Linked DNA regions of Canis lupus: region 1 is linked to region 2. Evidence: chromatin contacts called from public Hi-C data. All regions are on one chromosome and are shown on one strand. The core of a region is the stretch at or near the end of the contact, and the rest is flanking DNA. Distances in the headings are between cores, read along the strand shown.

Region 1 (3,682 bases), core at 260-2,759, 46 kb after region 2:
CTAAGTCCCAGGCTCAGGAGGAAACCTCATTGATCTTTTTATCCAGGGTGCAGACAGAGGACACTAGAGCTCAAAGCTGGCTCATGGAGGGCCTTGGGCAAGACTTTGAATCTCTCTGGGTCTCAGTTTACTCATGGGGGGAGGGGGGCATTGGATGAAAAAATCTTTGAAGTTATTCCAGCTCCTAGGAGTCAATGAATTGTCTCCAAATTCAATTGTAAAACTACTGACCATTTTTTATGAGAAAAATCACTTTCCCTCTTTTCCCCCAGTTCCTTTTCTCAATAACCAGGGATCATCTCATTAATTTGGTTTTATGAGGGATTTGTGGCTAATCTCAGTCACTTGGGTAAAAGCTCTCTGTTAAAGTAGATGTTTGAGAAGCTGCTTCTTTAATTCAGATACATGGTTTAAATCTGTTTAGAGAGCTTCACATGACAAATACCACTACATCTCTGATCTGCTTCAATCCTTTTGGTGTGAGAGCTATGTATTGTTTATATTTGCCCAAAGCACCTGTATGTTATTAAATTCTACCCCACACTCCCCACATACACCCACATATTTGTATGGTACTTCTAGCCAACTCCACTTTCCAAGCTGAGGTCAAGAGTCTTTTGACTTCCTTCCTGCCTCGCAGCTACACCTGACTCATAAGTATCCTCCTGTTTTCTTCATTCACACTCTGATAAATGCCATTACCTTACAGTCCTCGGACAACAGATCCATATGGATGGGACCTCTTGAGTGTGCCTTTCTAGATATCCTAGCTGGATCCTTCCTGCAATGGTGGGTTCGTGAGGAAATGAAAGGTTAAAAAGGAACTTTCTTTGCTCTTGATCTTTAAAAATTACAATTATAAGTATGCGCACTTTTGCATACGGTCATGGCCACCATAGCAGAAGATAGTAAAAAAAAGAAACAACACAACAACAACAACAACAAAAAACAAGATCCTAGTTTCTGCAGTTTTTCTTTTTTTTTTTTTTAAGATTTTATTTATTTATTCATAGAGATGCAGAGAGAGAGAGAGAGAGAGAGAGAGGCAGAGACACAGGCAGAGGGAGAAGCAGGCTCCATGCAGAGAGCCCGACGTGGGACTCGATCCAGGGTCTCCAGGATCACGCCCTGGGCTGCAGGCGGCACCAAACCGCTGTGCCACCAGGGCTGCCCTGCAGTTCTTCTTTTTAATCCAGAAAATGCCTGAGTCCAATTCACTTAAGACTTATTTAAATTTTATAACTCTTTTTTACTACAGCATCCTGAGCCTCTGATTCTGCCCAATTTTGTCACATTTCAACAAACGAAATGTGATTTTGCTGTTAAGCTCCCTAAAGAACAGAAACATTGCTCAAGAGAAATACAAGAAGTCAGGGAATGTAGGCTTGGTTCGTATTTCTCATCATCATCACCCAAGAACATCTAGCATATTTTCTTCTTCCTTGTGGGGGAAGTTTAAAGCTTCAAGGCCCAACTCATAGCCACATGGTTTTCATTTCCTGGCCTCCTCTCTCAGCCGCCGCAGTACCCGCAGCACACACAAAGGCCTCATCCTCTATTTGCAGATTCAAGATACCGTCACTTGTACATTTTTCACGGAAGCAAATGAGGCATAAAAAGTCAATATTCTGCATACATATCAGCCCAAATAATAAATAGCTGCCTGCTGGCTCCATTTGTTCCCTTGATTTGTACTAACCTTTACATTTGTTCAGACCTTTAGAGCCTACAAAGCACTTTTACATTCATTAATCTCACAGAGTCCTCACCCTAAACCTCAGAGAGGGGTACACCCATCTCCTCACGTTATAGATGCAAATGGCTACGTGGAGAGGTGTGATGACTGGCCAAGACTGCACAAGTCAGGAGCAGACCTAGGACTCAAACCTCAGCCTCTGACTCTGAGTCCAGCCCTCATTTTTCTCCCCTGCCACCATAAACTGTGCAATGTTCTTCCTTGTTGCATTGGAGACATAGATGAACAGGGCCTGACTGGGCAATGTTAGTGTCCAGGAAAGTTGTCTTGGGAAATGCAGTAGAAGGGGTGCTAAGAACCTAGACTGCAGGCCAAGCAGCCTAGGTGTGAATCTGGACTCTGCCTCATAAGAGCCACGTGACATTGCAACACTCCAGGGACTTCACGTGAGTGGTGTCCTAGGAGGTCTTTGGAGCAGCTAGCCTAGGGGTTGCTTGATTGCCCTGTGATTCAGTGGTCCCATCTGAGGAATGGAAGTCATGATACCTACTGCCAAGGCTGTGGTGGCAACTGGAGAACATAAAACACATAATCCTGGCCCAGTAAATAACACCCCCAAATGTTCTGTGCCTCTGGAAGGCTGTTCCCCTGATCTCTACCTTCTTGAACATGTCTCTACCCACATCCCTTTCTGTGAATGTCCTCTGTGCTCTCCACTAATCCCATGGCTGAGCCCCCCATGGTATCCTGCCAATATTGAAGGCAGCACTAAGCCAGGCACTGTGCTAAGCTCAAACATGCACACCTTCCCTTGACCCCATATTTCAGCATCTCTCCCACACTCCTGCTAAACCAGGCCCCGCTGATGAGTGAGCAGCATGAGCTGCTGCAGAGGAGTCTGGATAAGGGTTTTCTCATCCCAGTTCTACCATTAACGATCTAGGTGAACAACAGGCCCAGATCATCCCCTCTCTGAGTCTCATCTAACTCATCTGCTAGGAGAGACTTTTTAATACCTGTCCTGTTCCTTAAGAGAATCACTGTCTCTACAAAGAGGATGAATCATATGAAGCTGCTAAGCAAATGAAAAACAAAACAAAGGTGAAGTCAGTGTAAGAGGCTCTGAGTGATTATTAGAAGAAATTGGTCAGGCTCTTATTAATTGACAAAAACCTAGTTTTGAAATCTTCCTCTGAAAATTATGGAGAGAACCTAACAGACAGGGATGGGGGACAAAGGTCTAACCATTAACATAATAAAAAGATGGAAAGCCCTGTGTAACAAAGATACTGCACCAATGCTGGAAAGAGGGAGAGAAGAAAACTAGAACTGATTTCTAGACTGAGAAGGAGAAGGACACCAGAGGACTTTAGGATACCTCGCTAATTTCATTTGTACTCCTGATTTCAGGCTGACTGCGTGGCTGTGGGACAAATTTCTGCCAACTAGAAACCAGCTCACCTGCACATCTCTTATCTGTGCAAACCCAACAGGCAACCACATGGAATCTTGCCCCTTTTCTATCCCCTGCTCATCTTCACATCATTTAAAATAATGACATATTGGGGCACCTGGCTGGCTCACTCAATAGAGCATGTGATTCTTGACCTCAGGGTTGTGAGTTTGAGCCCCATGTTGGGCATAGAGATTACTGGAAGGAAGGAAGGAAGGAAGGAAGGAAGGAAGGAAGGAAGGAAGGAAGGAAGGAAGGAAGGAAGGAATGCACATTAACAGAGTCCCTAAAGTTAGACCTGGGATAGTATATGCCTACAGAGATCATGTTTCTGAGTGCAAATTCCTCAACCGTATGTATTTATGGGACAACTAAATGTGATATACAACTCAAGAACTCCCCTGGAGAAGTTGCATATTTATGATCAGGCCAGAGTGTTTGTTCAACTTCACAAATTTGCTGAGCACCTGCCTGCCACATGCCAGGCCATGCATTGGTTACTATACAGAAAGGTGTGAGAGGCATGGGACCAA
Region 2 (3,362 bases), core at 760-3,259:
CAACACGTCAAATGAGAAGACAGAGGTGTCTAACTCTCGCAAAAAGCACAGAAGTCTGGAAGGCAGGAGGCAGGCGCTAGTTCCAGCAATGCAGGCCAGTAGCTGCGGTCCTTGGGGACTGCATGCTTCCCTCATTCAGATCTCAGGTTCCCCATTTAAAAAAATAAAGGATTTGAGCTGAGATCATCCTCAGCATCTCTTCCTCCTCTAAAACTCTATGTGAAATTCTGTTGTGCGTGTGATTATAAAAAATAATGCCCCTTAGATCCATGTTTTGTACTTCGAAGATTTAGGAATTAAGAGACAAGTATAGTAACTTGGACCAGCAAGGACGACATGACCAGGGCCGCTTCAAACTGGAAGATTAAAAACACACACACACAAATGTCTAACAGTTGTCAAAGTATGTGACCAAAAAAGGTGGAGGGAATCCTTCTATCAACTTGCAAACACTTTTAAATGCTCTGGAACCAATGGCAACAAGTAGATGCCTCACAATTACCAGCTGTTCCTCCTGCTAAATTTAAGGGTAAGATGAATGTCAATTCAGTGATCTCTCCCCCACGGAAAGGGGGGTGGGGGGAGGCCTGTAAGTATTTAGGGCAAACAAAGCAAAATTTTGAATCTGAAAGACGTGAGAGCCCATCCTTCCGGTGACCGACCGCCTCTAGCTTGCGGGTGTTCTAACTGGGGACAGCGAGGCAGCAAGTGCAACCGGCTGGAGACGCAGGAGGTTTCGCACCACGGAGCAGCCCCTCTGCGGGGCGCCGAGGTCCAGCCTGCCTCCGGGCCCACCTGCACCCCCAAACAGTGCTCGTTTCACGACCCTCGAGTAAATGGCAGGAGGGGGGCGAGGGGAAGCCGCCCGGTCCCTTTCCTTCGCGGAAGGAGCTGCAGAGTTTTGTCACGCAGCTCGGCGGGCGCCTCTGAGTGCCGCCGCCCTCGGGGCAGCAAAGGCTGCAAAGGTGGGGCGTCCCCGTCGCCCAGACCCGCCGCGAGGACGCTCGGGGCTCCGCAGCTCCCCTGGGCGGGCGCCGGCCGGGACGGCAGCGGACAGACCCTCGGCGGGCGGGGACGGCGGGCGGGCCCGGGGCGCGCGACTGGAGCTCCCGGGGCACCTCGGCCGCCGCGCACACGCAGCCTCCGCGCCGCGGCGGGGGAGGTCGGGCCGTCCCGGGGAACCGACGCCCCAGACAGCCCGACCCCGGGGGCCGCGGGCCCGGCCGGCCTCCGCCGTGGCTCGGGGAAGGGTCCCCGGCTGCGAGCCGTCCGCCCGCTCCCGCCGCCGCCCTCCTTCCGGGCGGCCCCGGGGAGCCCCTCGAGCCTCCCCTCCCCCTGCCCGGCCGGGGCCCGCGCACACCGGCTTGCACCCGCGCGCACCCGCAGCCCCGCTTGCATCCGTGCGCCCGCGCACCCATGCACCCGCTTGCACCCGCACCCCCGCTTGCACCCGCTTGCACCCGTGCACTCGCACAGCCGCGCGCACCCGCTTGCACCCGTGCACTCGCCCACCTGCGCGCACCCGCGCGCGCACCCGCTTGCACCCGCGCACCCGCGCGCCCGCACCCCGGCGGCGCCCCGGCCCCGGCCCCGGCCCCAGCGCTCGGGCGCGCCGCGGGCACCGGGCGGAGCGCGCAGCTCCGACGGCCCAGGGCGGGGACGGCGCCGCAGAGCCTCAGCCCCCCGCCTGGGGCGCAGCGGGCGGCCGCGCACAGCCCTCCCCGCCGCGCCGAGCCCGCAGCCCGCGCCGCGCCCCCGAGCCCGCCGTCCCCGCCGCCGCCCCTACCTGGTCGGCGAGTTTGAGCACTGCCATTCTTCCGCCGCTCGGCGCGCGCGCATGCAGGTCCCCGGCCCGCAGATGTCACGCCGGGCGCCGGGGAAGCGGAAGGGACCGCCGGGGGAAGGGGGGGAATCTGGCTCCCGAATTTGACAGCCCTCCCCCTGCTCCTCCCCCGCCGCCGCCTCCTCCCGCCGAGAGGCCGACCCGGGCCGCCGGGCTCTGCAGCCGAGCCCGCCCGCCCGTCTACAGGAAGTGCCGGCTGCTGCCAGCCCGGCCGCCACTGACATCACCGCCGCCGCCTGCTCGGCCGCGCCGCCCGGGCCGACGCTGCCTCCTGCCGCCCGCAGCCCGGCCTCGCAGCCCGCGGCCCCCCGCGCCCCGCGCCCCGCGCCCCCCGCCCCGCGCCCCGGAGAGCCGGCCCCCCCGCCCCGCGGCCGCACGGGGGCGCGCGGTTAGAGACGCCCCGCGCCCCCGCCCGCGCCCCGGCCCGCGCCCCCGCCCGCGCCCCGGCCCGCGCCCCCGCCCCGCGCCCCGCGCGCACACACACACGCGCGCGCGCACACACACACGCACACGCACGGACACTACCTGATGAGCCGCCCTTGCAGACGCAGGCCTCGCGGTGGCACTCCCAGGCCGCCAACTCCAACCGCAGGGACTCGGTCAACCGCACTTCTCCCTAATCCGGGGCCACATCCCACCCGGGGCAGGGATTGTAGCTCGGGGGCTTTTCTTTGTTCAGTGCGGGGAGGCCTTGGACACGTAGTAAGTCTTTAGCGAGTGTTGGTCAATCACTTAGGAGGGGGGCGGGGGGGCCGGGGCTGCAGCCCTTCCACCCTGTTCTCCAGCTACCTGCCAGCTAGACACAAACCCATCGTGAAGTTCAAACACTGGGTTCTGAGTTGGAGAGATGGAGGTGGAGCGGACTTCTTAGAGAAGACAAGGAGCCCTCAGTTAGATTGTCCTAAATTAATGGGGCTTTTGAGCATCGTCACCAGTCCTGGCTCATTCATTTCTACAAAATCCAGCTACCATGCTCTTCCACAAATAGAAGATTTCAGCCATCAAACAGCACGGGCTACAGATACAGGGGTAATATGCACAAATCCGAGTAAGTGTTGATACTTCTGGAATTTGAAGCGAACGCTTATTTAAGAACTGAGCGCCTGCTTTGTACAGACACCAGCTAGGCACAGTATGAAAGGCCGGGAGCATAAACAGGGACGATTCCTAGCCTCAGTGGGTGTCCTGCATAAACCACAGGGTCACAACTAAAGAATGTAATCACAGACTGATAAGTAATGGGGGGGGGGGTGCTTCTGAAGGAATCCATGGCAAAGGAATCAGGCCCAAACAGGTTGGTGATGGCAGACATCCCTGGGAAAGTAACAAGAGTTGAGATTCTGGAGGAGGAAGAGTTAACTTTAAGTAGGCAAGTGGGCGAGGTACTGCTCCCAGGTAGCCCCATATGCCCCTGGCAGGCCACAAGGCAAAGCTGCCTTGAATAGTAAATCAGAGCTAGAGGTCTGGGTTGACACCAGATACTGCCTTTCATTCATTCACAAACCAAATGTGGACTCTT

What was found. A called contact is a pair of places that touch in the nucleus more often than the background predicts.
Region 1: a Hi-C map of blood shows a contact between it and region 2, with 2.8 times the contacts expected there. The contact joins the enhancer-like site here to the promoter of ANKRD44 in region 2. A contact is called at or near these places in 2 of 9 Hi-C or Micro-C datasets (amygdala and blood).

The regions. Positions count from the first base shown.
Region 1 is chr37:6,788,617-6,792,298 of UU_Cfam_GSD_1.0, forward strand. No RefSeq gene overlaps it. Among named protein-coding and RNA genes, the nearest start is that of ANKRD44, 46 kb to the left of the region's middle. Within about 2 kb of position 1,510, at least 2 of the 20 cell types and tissues checked have an H3K27ac peak or open chromatin away from gene starts, as enhancers often do. A contact at or near this core is called in blood, where this site is marked.
Region 2 is chr37:6,742,617-6,745,978 of UU_Cfam_GSD_1.0, forward strand. ANKRD44 (serine/threonine-protein phosphatase 6 regulatory ankyrin repeat subunit B) reads right to left here and starts at 2,010. Exons shown (of 29, transcript XM_038585235.1): 1 at 1,787-2,010. The coding sequence starts at 1,813.